Linked DNA regions of Mus musculus: regions 1 and 3 are each linked to region 2. A link is a contact called in public Hi-C data. All regions are on one chromosome and are shown on one strand. Each heading gives the region's core, a stretch centred on a gene start, on an enhancer-like site or on the middle of the called end of the contact. The rest is flanking DNA. Distances are from core to core; before and after follow the strand shown.

Region 1 (4,291 bases), core at 1,564-4,063, 350 kb before region 2:
AAAACTGGGAGATGAAGTATCAACTGGTATGGAAAGGAATGACTCCATTGCTATCCCTGGGTGATCCCCAAAACTGTCTATTCTGTCTATGGAGAAAGCAGTACTAGAGAGGTTACTGAATCAAAGTGTATATGGTAACAGGATATCGTCTTGTAACTCCCATGTAGCAAAATAAATTATTGGTAGATTATTATACTATGTGGTCACACCACAGTTGGGTGATGAAGTTCCTACTGAAAATACAAATTTAGATTACTCACTTTCTGTGTCAAAAGAGAATTTCATGTTGGAGAATGATGGGCTAATTTAGAGTGAATGAATTGATCAGTAGGTGGACTGTGGAGCTTGAGTTAGTCAGAGGTTGGTCTTGCTATTGTGGGATTTGTCAACATCCTTAACTAGACAAACAGCTGGTATAATCTTATCTTTACCTCAATGGCCAGCAGAGTTGCCACTGAATTTTTTTATTCAGCATCTTACCTAGGAACATATGTTTCAGAATGAGCAGCTTCGACACAATGCATGCTTACCTTGCTTATCATGAATGTCATAGTTTAGGCTTTGTAAGTCTTGCTACAGTATTGCAGATTAGGGCTTTTATTTGACTTCACAGATTCCCCACTGTAGCCCACTACAGGATAGCGTTTGTTGTTATTTTGCTTAATCAGACACCCTTCCTGATGGAGGGACACTTATGTTGGTTGGATTTGGCCTCTCCTGATCTGCCCTGCTCTTTGAGAGGCCGGCTGTACTTGTGAAGTGAGTTTTCTGCGGTAGTGATTTTATCTCTTTAGTCAATGGGCCTTCTTGTTCTCTTTGTTGAATGATCACTTGCTGAAGTATGTGTCATGACAGCAGCTGTGTGGCAACAATCACGACTCTAGGGATCACACATTTGGCTTCTACAACACTAATAAAATATGCAGACAGGGATTGCTATAAAAGTTTACAAGGCACTTCAAAACAAAATATTAGACTTCAAATCTGGGCCATCACGACAAGTCTCATCCTCAGAATCTTTTAAGATCAGCAAGTGACTTTCTTCTTAACTCAGATATGGATTATGTATCTTTGCCGGTGTCTACATAATCTGCTCCACATCTAGTGACTGTCATGGGCACTGATCTTAAAGATCAGGACTGCTCGTGAGCTATTTACAATCTTAAATCAAGTGAGAAGAAAGAAAATAACCAAGAGAGAAAGAATAAATGTACAGAGAAGTCGAAGGCAGTGAGTTTCAGAACATCTGGGGATCTTAGTCTGACATGTCTGCATGGGACCATGTACTTGAACAGTAGATTATACTGAGTGTGAGGTAGAAGGGTCAATGCAGCTTGCACTGTAAACCTGACTCACTGCAGATCTCCTCCTCTGAGGCTGGCTTTACACTTATAACCTTCAAGTCACTTAGAAAATAGGCCAGAGAAACACACACAAATGTGGTATCTAAATCTGGAAAGCTCCAAAGGTTTGGTGTGTGGGATTAAAGCCAGTACAGTGGTTAGCCTTCTTCCATCTTAACGCTTTTAAAGAGACACAAAGAGTGGGCTTTCTGTATATATACTAGAACGCTTAAGTGTGTTTTAGTTCTATCTTGATGAGTGTGGCAAATGTAATTACTCCGAGTCATGCTAATTGTGATGAACAACCTTCCTGAGCACCACTTTGCTTAACAATGGTCACATGAGACAAAACGCACTGTGAGAGTTCACATTTATCCCTAAGGATCCATCCTTGTCTGCCTCTATCAACTCAGGTCCACATGTACCATGGACCAGTGTCTTCGCTGATGTCCAATAAGACTTTAAGATTTCCTTAAGGCTGGAATCACCTAAAGATTTAATGAGAACAAAAGCTTCTGGGTTTTGCACCACGTTTTCTAAATTGGTTTTTCCTAATGTACCCTTCAAGTTCCTCAGCTTCCTCTGTTACTTTTATTGAAATGGGAGGAATACTGTTCTGCTTGACTTCATCCCTTTTAGATTTCCACCAGTTATAGTATTTTTTAAAAGAAATTTCCTAAGTTATCTCACATGCTGCCTAAGGAGCCGCCCTGTATTAAGTTCTTAATGGCAGTTTTTCCTTGTGCTTAGAAGTGGCAGCTTAATAAGGCAACTATATGGGTAAGTATTCAACACACTATATGATTGTTTTTTTTTTTTGATATGTGATAATTTGGGTCTTAAAAACAGGAAAAAATGTACAAGAAAGACATTTTAGAATTTAAGGGAAGAAAGGTATCATGAGACTGGAGTTCTAAATGAAGCTATCCTTTTAGACATTTCTATGTGTGGACATAAAATAAAAGAGTAAAAATGTCTGAGTAAATAAAATGACCATTATTGGACTTTCTCTGTGACTCAATAGACTTGTCTGGATTCTGTTACAAATGGCAGAAAACCAAATTAAGTGAATTTAGTGGCAGGTTTTGTTCCTGACTCACAGAACTAATGAGTCAAGTTGGTAGGTTCAGCAGATTCTGATGTGAGAGAGACCTCCGGGAAACCACATGCCTCCCCAGCTGTCTTACCCCTTATGTTCTCTTCATTTGAGGCCGGCTTTGCCCATTAATACGAAAGGATGCCCACAGCCAAGTCTAGGCCCAGAGCACACCAGTTTGTCCGGAAGAAGATCCAATTCGTTTCTTATAAATCAATCAAAACCCCATGGCTAGTTGAGATTCTGCCATCCTCGATCATCCCAGCTATCACGAGGATGCTGAGTATTTTAAACGTGGGGCACAGGAGTGTAGTTGAATCAGCCCCAGAATTCATATGAGAGTCAGGAGGGAAGGGGAGGCTGTTTTTAAAGGAAAAACTAGGGAGCTATTTTCAGCAAAGAAATCTGGGTCATGGGGTAAAACTACAGTTCTAGCAATCGGTGTGCCACTGGCTTCCATTTGTCCTCCCTGAACTCTGCTAAGGGAGTCTTTGGAATCTTCTCCTATACTTCAGTAAGACCTGTCTAAATTTACTGCTATCTTATACTCCAAGGGGTTTCTTCTTGCTCCTTCTCTATTTGTTATCATTTTCTTTCTTCTTTCTCCTTTTTTTTCCTGGCTTTTGACCTTTTCTCTCACTCTGGACCCAGAGATGGACAATAACCAGAACTTGTAGAATACAAATCCTCTGCTTAGTTTTTATTTAACCTTTTGGCACAGCCATCAAAGCCCTTGTCAAGCAAGCCTATGTGTTCAGCCACAGTGCAGAAGACAGCGCAGATTTAATGAAGAGGGCAGTGTCATGTGCTGGCTAAGCGGTAGCTGGAATCTGCTTGCCTGGACTTAAATCTTGCACTTACCGCTTGCCAGCTATGATTCTGAGCACGTGTCAAACTCTTCCATGACTCAGTATCTTCATCCCTCACATGAGATTCATTTTGTCTTTCCCATAGTGTGGCTCTGAAGATACAGCCACAATAAAGTCTCAGTGAGTTTTGTCAAGAAGTTGTTTTCACTCCAGTACTGGTGAGGTCTGCTGGTCTCTTCCTATCAGAGATAGATCTCTTTCCTGCCTTCCATAGAAATACTCATATCTCCAAAATGGGGTCCTCTGCATTATTTTCTTTGATAAAAATCTATACCAGGAAACTCTCCAGTTGGGGCCAGTCATGTACTTTACCTATCTGATCTACTTCCAGTTTTTCCAATTCCCTTTGATAATTACTACTGAGGACAGAAAGGCTTCTTCAGCATGGAACTGAAATTCTTGTCATGTTTGGAAAAGAAATGTAGAAGTTGAATTCATGAGCAAAGTTTTGGTGAGGTGAATTCAAGGTCAGGAGAAAAGTTGTTCTCTTGTCCACTGGTCTTTTTAAGTAATTTGTCAACAGATCTTGGCCACCTTAGGTCTGTGCCTGTATGCTAGACCCTATGCATGGTAGGAGGTACAGGGCTGTAGAAAACATGGGCACTAATGCTCCCATTGTTTTGTATTTCAGTTTTAGGTAAATAACAATCATTGCTACAGAAGGATCTGATTTAAAAAAATCTTTTGAAGAAAATTTATTACTTTCTTGCACCTAATGATTTTGCAGAGAAAATGGATAATCGCAACTCTAATAATTATTGTTTATTGCAGGCCAGTTCACATAAAGTATGAATACTTCATGAACCCTAAATCATTTAGCTCTGCTACCTTGGTCAGTACCATTGTGCGAGGAAGAGACTGAAATCTGAAAGGGCTCAGGTTTCTTGCCTAAGACCGTGCAGTTTCTAAATATGGATTTTGCACATATGCAGGTGAATAGGTTCTTGCTGGGCATATTCTTAGAGGAAAATCAGAAAATATGC
Region 2 (4,568 bases), core at 698-3,197:
CTCTTTTTCATGATCTTCCTACAAGTGTGCTGAGCGGGATGAGTTGGAGAAGTCTTCTGTTTGGGATTTTGCTTTGAACTCTGTGTTTTGATTTAAGATTGGGTTAGGAAGCAGGGATGGCAGTGCTCTGCTGAAAGAACAGGGTGCTGTGTTTGCTAGATTGCAAGGATACCTTGGCATCTGTAAAGTCAGCCTGCTTTTTTTCTATATCCCATAGCACTTTAGTCTCTACCTGCAAGATACTCATCTGTCACATGAAATTATGGTAACCAAAGATAGCACTGAAACAATCTGAGGAGGAAAAAAAAAAGTCTGCCGTTATCTCACAGCAGGTATATTCGATGTTTTTCTCTTGGGCGAATTTGAGATAACATATATGAACATGGTTTCAAAGCTGTAAAGTGCTCCTTCAGTATGCTTTGTTGCCATTGCATGGTTGGGATGACGTTGGTCAAGAAAGAAGACTTGTGATTGAACCACAGTTTGGGGCTCCGGAGCTCACTTCTGATTTCAGATTTGAGATTTATTAATTTGCCACTTATTAATTATTCAAAGGCCATACTGTTCTTTCGTTTTCCTTCTTCAATGTTATATCAGAACAAAGACTCATATAGGTTTAATGTAAAAATCAACATAGCCAGAAGTTAAACTTGGGGGCGGGCATTAATAGTAGGAGATATTTAAGGGTGTGCCTGAAATTCAAGGACATTTTGCGTCATTATCAGACACAGAGAATGGAAGACACTCAGAGATTAAGTCCTGAGTAAAAATATAAAACTGGTCCCCTCTGGAAATCAGTCTGGTGGTTCCTCAGAAAATTGGACATAGTACTACAGGAGGATCCCGCAATACCTCTCCTGGGCATATATCCAGAAGATGTCCCAACCGGTAAGAAGAACACATGCTCCACTATGTTCATAGCAGCCTTTTTTATAATAGCCAGAAGCTGGAAAGAACCCAGATGCCCCTCAACAGAGGAATGGATACAGAAAATGTGGTACATTTACACAATGGAATACTACTCAGCTATTAAAAAAATGAATTTATGAAATTCCTAGGCAAATGGATGGACCTGGAGGGTATCATCCTGAGTGAAGTAACCCAATCACAAAGGAACTCACACAATATGTACTCACTGATAAGTGGATATTAGCCCAGAAACTTAGGATACCCAAGATATAAGATACAACTTGCCAAACGCATGAAATTCAAGAAGAATGAAGACCAAAGTGTGAACACTTTACCCTTTCTTAGAAATGGGAACAAAACACCCATAGAAGGAGTTACAGAGACAAAATTTGGAGCTGTGATGAAAGGATGGACCATCTAGTGATTGCCATATGCAGGGATCCATCCCATAATCAGCTTCCAAATGCTGACACCATTGCATACACTAGCAAGATTTTGCTGAAAGGACCCAGATATAGCTCTCTCTTGTGAGACTATGCCGGGGCCTAGCAAACACAGAAGTGGATGATCACAGTCAGCTATTGGATGGGTCACACGGCCCCTAATGGAGGAGCTAGAGAAATTACCCAAGGAGTTAAAGGGAACTGCAACCCTATAGGTGGAACAACAATATGAACTAACCAGTACCCGGGAGCTCTTGTCTTTAGCTGCATATGTATCAAAAGATGGCCTAGTTGGCCATCACTGCAAAGAGAGGCCCATTGGACTTGCAAACTTTATATGCCCCAGTACGGGGGAACGCCAGGGCCAAAAAGGGGGAGTGGGTGGGTAGGGGATTGGGGGGGGGTGGGTATGGGGGACCTTTGGGATAGCATTGAAAATGTAAACGAGGAAAATACCTAATTAAAAAATATATATATAGTCTTTATTATTCAATTTAAAAGAAAAAAAAACTGGTCCGAGTTTGTGCTTCTCCCAGCTGACCGCTAGATTACCTCTTTGAACCTCTCTCCACATCTGAAGGAGCCTGATTACAACCACAGCCTGATGGTTCAAGGGCCTCTAGTAGGCCCCACATGTGGTTAGCCCATCTAGAAGTTTACAACATTGATGGTCGCTTTATCTTTAGATTCTTAGGATCTTACAAAATGATGGTGTCTCTCAGTACGATGAGCAAAATTGATGTGTTTTGAGTGCTTACGTGTAAGGAACCAATGGGCTCGCTACATATGAGTACACACACACACATACACACACACACACACACACACACACACACACACACACACACACACACACACTTCACTTTGATTCTTTTCACTTTTCAAAACACCAGAGCAGACAAACCGATGCTAAAGAGGTAATCTGTACAGCAACCCCTCAGACTAGAAAGGAAGCTGGTACTGCCGTTTCGTTCCAGCCACACAGATAACATTCAAGCTCTTAATGGAATGAAAACACATTACTGTCTGAAAGGAGGGTGGTGGCAGGGATAATGACAGAGAGTCAGTTTCCCCTCCTGAGAATGTCCATGTTGGGAAGACATGGTCTGCTCAAGCCTGGCTCCTCTTTGCACCGTGAGTTAGAACGCACCGATTTTCCTAAGGATTCTCTGACCTCATGGAGTTGCTCCCAAACCCATGACTCACTCCACACGCCCTGCACATCTTTTGTCTCACCATCAACTCAGAGCAATTGGAAGAGACTCAGAGATTCAATTCTGAAAAACAAACCTCATCATAATGGGAAATCCAATTAGCTCTAGATACAGTAGCTGCATCGGAGAAGAAACCACTGTAATTCTGCCTTCTGCAAAAATGGTTTAGCCGTTCATTAGGTAGCCCGTCAAAAATTAAACAACGCCAATTCTTTTTTTCTTGTCCTGATATCTAGCATTATCTGGAGAATTATATTAGAAGACAGATTACTGATCTGCCTTGTAACTAGATGTAATTCCTGGAATCTTTGTTTTCCTTCCTGTTTTATCTTCTCTTGTATGTCTCAATGTGCGGGAAAGTAATTATCTCTGGGGAGGCCAGGCTGCACTCCTGTTCATCTGTTTGGGGAGGGTAAAAATGATGATGTAGATAATGTTGATATCATTTTTAGCTTTGCTAAGTGAAAAGTGATATTAAACAGCGATATTATCATGCTTACTCTCTCAGATGCTTTGTGAAAGAAATAAAAAGAAAAAGTGATTGTTATCTGCTTACAGGAAGGGAAGCTGAAACCACATGACTTGCTTAATGTCTCAAATGAGATTATTGGTAGAGGTAGAAGTAGAAACCCAGCTAAGTGTTCGGCCTCGGAACGAGGACTTGCCATGTTGGCGAAGCTGGCACTCCCTGGGTTTCTCTACACACCTTGGGGTTTTTATTATGACTTTTTACAGATTTGACTTAGTCACATTTGATAAAAATCAATGTCTTTACTACAGCATTATGAAGTATAGAAAGATGCCTGGGATGTAATTTCTGCCCTCAAATGGAATCAAAGGACATGATAAATACAAAACAGCAATAATAGCTAGCATATGACAGAGACAAGAAAATTGTGTTAAAGCCTTTTGCAAGTCAGTAAAATGTGTATGTGTCTGTACTCAGAGTATATGTGTGTAGCATGTTTAGACGATGTCTCCTTTGGTTGGTAGTAAAGGAAAATAAAGGGAAGTAATTAGAAAAGAGAAGGAGGAAGGATCTCCCTTCTTGTAGTTTTCTTGGAGTTAGCTTGTCTTGCCCCAAGGTAAGATTCACAGTCACGAGCTCCTCTGCGGCTTCTGTGGGTCTGCAGTACGATTCTGCAACCTGCAGCTTCAGAGTTGCACATTAGGGAACAGCTTGATGATCTCACCACTCCCCAGTTTCAACGAAGAGACAACTGACTTAGATATGGACAACGCAGGAGTCTACAGAAGATGAGCATCAACAGCTCTAGCAGGTTACCAGCAGGGGGCTGGAAAAGAAAAACAGAAAGAGAGATTTCCGTAAGCAACCAAGCTGGCCTTTGTACAGCCTAGGTGCACTTGGGCACAGGTCACCTGAGTGCCTCAAAAAAAATCAGACTGAGAGCACCCCCACACCAACTGTCTACTTCCTACATTTCCTCCGGCCCTCACGTTATGTGGCATTTGGGGCACAGCTGCTTTCATTTTGCATTTATGAATAATTTGAGACTATATTTAGGTATTTCCAGTCATTAGGTACCTACATTTCTGTATACAGCTTGAAGATTTTTATCTTTTTTTTTTCAGAATTCAAGAAATTTATGAGAAAGAAAGCTCTTAATATTAGGTCACTTAGTCAATTACCGCTTTTCCTGCCTAATGCAAGACTATTCCCTAAAGCCCTGTTTCTAGCTCTCTGTTGCCTATTTTTAAATGTACTAACTGATGGTGATTCTGCCACTTCACTCAGGAGACCATTATCCTGGCTCCCCATCCTGGGTGTCAAGGGGTTTTCCCTGGTAATTAGCTGCATCTTGCTATTTCTCCTCTTTCCCATTATCCCTAGTTATCCATTCCCTTGTAACAATATTATTTCTTTCACATTGGTTCTATATTTTTAGATACTTTCCACAATTCTGTAAGCCCCTCTAAAAAGGAGCTGAGAGTCTTAGTACCAGCCCGTATCTTAATTATTCACACTGCTACAGGATGAAGC
Region 3 (4,132 bases), core at 669-3,168, 310 kb before region 2:
TGTGCAAAGTAGTCTACCAAGTCTTTAGCTTTTCAAATGTATCCTTTAAAAATACTGTAGATAAGTATTTGTGTGTGTGTGTGTGTGTGTGTGTGTGTGTGTGTGTGTGTATGTGTGTGTGTGTATGTGTGTGTGTGTGTACTGCTGGAGACCAAACCTAGAGCCTTGTATGTGCTAGGCAAGCACTTAACCACTGAGCTTTATTCTTATCTCCAATTAACTTTTTTCAAAGTATTGCTTCCAGTTATGTTTGTACAATTATTATTTTCAGATTTTGACTTTTCAGTATGCTTAGACTTTAGGAATTTTGACCAGTTTGTATTTCAGCATTTTGAATTATGCCCTTTGGCTGGTGGTGTCTGTGTGGTGTTTGGAATTATAGTTAGGCTCTTATACATACAAGGCAGACACTCCATCACTGAGTTATAGTGAATTAAGGTCCTTTGTATTGTGTCTTTTGAAATAATGGTCCAAATTCATCCTGGAGAAAGTGCCGTGTGCATTTGTGAAGAACATGCAGTAGAATGTGATAGTCCTGATGATGGGGTGGGGGATCCCGTAGGATCAATAGCATTGTTGAAATCTTTTATTTCCTTAGAAATTTGCTTTCTGTGCCTTTTAATCCATTGTTGAAAGTAAAATATTTAAGTCTTTAGCTCTTGTTGTTCAGTTGTCCATTTTGCTCTTCAGTTCCTGCCACAGTTTTTTGAGTGATGCTGTAGTTGATATGTATGTATTCATACTTATGTTAGTTCCTTGATTATTTGATACTCTTTAAAAATTAAACTTCTCCAGTATCTGAAAACATATATTGTATTAATTTGTTTCATTTGATATTAATATAATATATATATATATATATATATATATATATATATACACACATACATACATATATATATGTTTATTGTCAGCACAGTAAATCATATCATTTACATGTGACTCCAATTCATCTCCTATAAACAACTGAACCTTTTAGAAAAATCTAGGTTGAGAGTCTTTGCATTTTAATTTGGCTGTTGAAATCTTTCACATGTACTACTGCTGTTGCTATAGTTGGATGTACTTTTGCTTTCTCAGACTTTTATGTATGTTTAGTATCTACTTGTTCTTCTATTTTTTTATTAATCCCTTCAACACTAAATTAATATTTTTTAGTGTGGTATTTTAATTACTTTAACAATTCTTCCAAAATGTATTTTGTCCCCTTGGTGTTTCTCTGGGGGTTGTCATACACAACGTAACCTCCCATTCTTTGCTCATCCCAGCTTCAGTGTCCATCCCGCTAATGGAAATGCTCATCAAAGAAACAGATTTTAAATCCAATAACAGACTTCCAGTCTCCCTTTCACTCAGCTACTGTTTGATCTTGTTAATTGCTCTATTTTTGAATCTTGTCTTGAGTGGTTTGCGGGACGGTGTTCCGTCCTGCTCTTCCCCTACACAATCACGTACTCTTGTTCTGTCTTCTGTCACAGTTTCTTTTAGACATCAAAATATGGTTTGGGCCCAGCCCCCAGGGCTGCCTCTCCTGTCTTCCTTCATTACTCATTAGTTACTCCAGTTCACCGGAGACTGTAACTCATCTTTCCTCTGAACTTGAAGCTCCATAACAAATTTGCCTTCTTAGCATCCCCACTTTGGATGCTTAGTAGACGTCTACATTTTGCCACATTCAGAGATAGACGACCAAGCCTGCCATACCCTAGTTAACATTGTTAATACTAATCCAGTTTCTAACGGATGCTCAGGCTAAAAATCCTTGGAGGAACTCTTGCCTTGGTCCTCTCTGTCTGTCATGCTCCCTCACCCAGTGTATTAGCAAACATTGTCAGCTGTCTCCTTTCAGATTTATCTACAACTTAAACACTTCCTCAATTACCACTGCTCTTAGAACAGCCAGTGCATTCCTCTGTCTGGATTCCTGCAATTACCACCATCCCAGCTTCCTGCTACAGTGTATTCACAGAGCGAGTAGCCAGGGTGATGTTTTGAGAAAGTCAAGTGAATTTAGCTTGATTCCCACAGTTGGTATGTGAGTTCTGGTTCTTGGTAGAAGCCTCACTGGCCTCTCTCCGTCTCTGTTTCTGTCTCTCTGTCTCTGTCCCTGTCTCTGTCTCTCTGACACCCTCTCTGTCTTTCTCTGTGTCTCTCTGTCTCTGTCTCTGTCTCTCTGACACTCTCTCTGTCTCTCTGACACTCTCTCTGTTTCTCTCTGTGTTTCTCTGTCTCTGTCTCTCTCTCTCTCCCGGTAATGACTGCTTAGGTGTTTTCACAATAAAGTATCTGGACTTCTCTAGAATATAAATGACATTTCAAGAGATCAGGAAGGTAGAAGCTGTCTTTTTTAGTAATCTAATGTTGGAAGTTACATAGCACCCCTCTGTCAGGTTCATGAGCCAAGTTTTTAAATCTGACACTCATTTTAGGAGGGAAGAAATAGGCTTCTCCTCTTCAAAGGAGGATTGCTGTAAAGCTTCCAGATGTAAAACCTCCATGGGGTCTTCCCCAGATGCTTCTCCGGCCTCATTTTCTTCAATTTCCTCATTCCGTGCTTAACTTTTACCTTTACCATTCATAAACCATGACAGACAGGCATGTCGCCACCTCAGGGCCTGTGAGCTGCCTCTGCCTGGAAGGGGCTTTCTGGCTGACAGTCACATAGCTCTGTCACCTCTCCCATCTCTGCTCAAAGGTCAGCTCATCTTGAAAAAAATATCTTTTGCGCTTAGTTACAACAACACATTCCCTTTTACCTCTATTCCTGCCTTCTGTGCCTGTCTCTCCTTGTGGTTTGTGTCATTACATGACATGGGCTGCATCTTTTTTATTGGATTATTACCTTCATTCATAAGTGCCTCCTTTCAACTGAAAAGTTCCCAAAGAGAGCAGGGATCTGGTGTGTTTAGTTGACTCCTGTAACCCCCATGTCTTGAGTAACCCCCTTTTCTACTACCGATTTTTGGAACTATTGTTTTACATGACTGAAAACATTAACCTACTGTGTTTATAATTACACTGAGGGAATTTGTATCTACATCCATGTAGAAGAATCAGATGCTCAGGAAAGCAGTTGAGAAGTAGTGACCATGTGGGTGAACTTGGGTCAACTTCTTATTTTGAATGTTATCTTTTATCTTGTATATGTTTACCTAGCATTTTACCCAGAATTATAGTTACAGACCTCTGAATAACTTCTCAACATATAATTTGACTTCTTTATCCAATTTATTATTAGTAATTCATGATTCACCCAAGGCCTTTTGGACTGTTGTTAAATTGTAAATAGCAAACAAAACAACAAACAAACAAACAAAAACATCATAAAACAAAAAGCTATTATATACACATACTGCTTTTGTGCCTGAAAACTCCCTCTTCCCACAAACTTTTAGTGAGTGTGCTGTGAACAGTGCTTTGATAGACCAAATAAAGTAATTAGCTCCCCCAAAGTTGGAAGAGTTGTAGATATAGGTCCAGTTAGTAAAATGTCGTGATTCCATGAATCTCCATTGTAACTTACTTGATTTATTTTGCTTTTGCATCTATAATACATGTTTATGTATTAATTTGCTATTCTTTTTTAAGGTTTATTTTTATTTCATGTGCATTCCTGTCTTGCCTGCACATATGTCTGTGTGATGATGTCAAATCTATAAATGGAGTCACAGACAGCTGTGAGTCACCATGTAGTTGCTTGAAACTGAACTCAGGTCCTCTGGAAGAAGAGCTAGTGCTCCTAACCACTGAGCTATCTCTCCAGATCACTGAATTTGGTATTCTTAATATGTGCCTTCTTTAAAGTATTACTATTCTGCTTCTTTTGAGAAACCTTAAGGCCTTGTGCTTAGACTCAGTGATGACTCATGCGACCTTACTACTCTCTATCCAACTCTTTGTTAAGAGACATCCTTCTACTTATAGGAAACATTGGGAAATTTGTGTCTTAATTCTTCAGTGATATTGTATATCTTAGAATATCTTTGTATATTGTGTTTTCTATGGTATATACAATTATCCTTTTTTTGATAAAATTTGTGTCAAATTAAATGCTTTTGAGAGTAACATTCTGGCTTATATCATTTTGTTATCTGACTCTCCACTAGTTAAGGTGAATATATGATAAACCTAT

The links. Hi-C and Micro-C count contacts between places; a contact is called where the count stands out from the background.
Region 1: a Hi-C map of the N1E-115 cell line shows a contact between it and region 2, with 1.9 times the contacts expected there. The contact joins two enhancer-like sites. A contact is called at or near these places in 1 of 15 datasets of contacts at CTCF or cohesin (the NIH/3T3 cell line), 3 of 484 Hi-C or Micro-C datasets (the N1E-115 cell line, cortical neurons and nephron progenitors) and 1 of 115 datasets of contacts at active chromatin or transcription factors (embryonic fibroblasts).
Region 3: a Hi-C map of the N1E-115 cell line shows a contact between it and region 2, with 3 times the contacts expected there. The contact joins two enhancer-like sites. A contact is called at or near these places in 2 of 484 Hi-C or Micro-C datasets (the N1E-115 cell line and nephron progenitors).

Annotation. Positions count from the first base shown.
Region 1 is chr2:61,020,133-61,024,423 of GRCm38.p6, forward strand. No RefSeq gene overlaps it. Among named protein-coding and RNA genes, the nearest start is that of Gm13582, 47 kb to the left of the region's middle. Within about 2 kb of position 2,814, at least 4 of the 459 cell types and tissues checked have an H3K27ac peak or open chromatin away from gene starts, as enhancers often do. A contact at or near this core is called in the N1E-115 cell line, where this site is marked.
Region 2 is chr2:61,375,349-61,379,916 of GRCm38.p6, forward strand. No RefSeq gene overlaps it. Among named protein-coding and RNA genes, the nearest start is that of Gm39834, 7.1 kb to the left of the region's middle. Within about 2 kb of position 1,948, at least 11 of the 459 cell types and tissues checked have an H3K27ac peak or open chromatin away from gene starts, as enhancers often do. A contact at or near this core is called in the N1E-115 cell line, where this site is marked.
Region 3 is chr2:61,069,308-61,073,439 of GRCm38.p6, forward strand. No RefSeq gene overlaps it. Among named protein-coding and RNA genes, the nearest start is that of Gm39833, 56 kb to the right of the region's middle. Within about 2 kb of position 1,919, at least 17 of the 459 cell types and tissues checked have an H3K27ac peak or open chromatin away from gene starts, as enhancers often do. A contact at or near this core is called in the N1E-115 cell line, where this site is marked.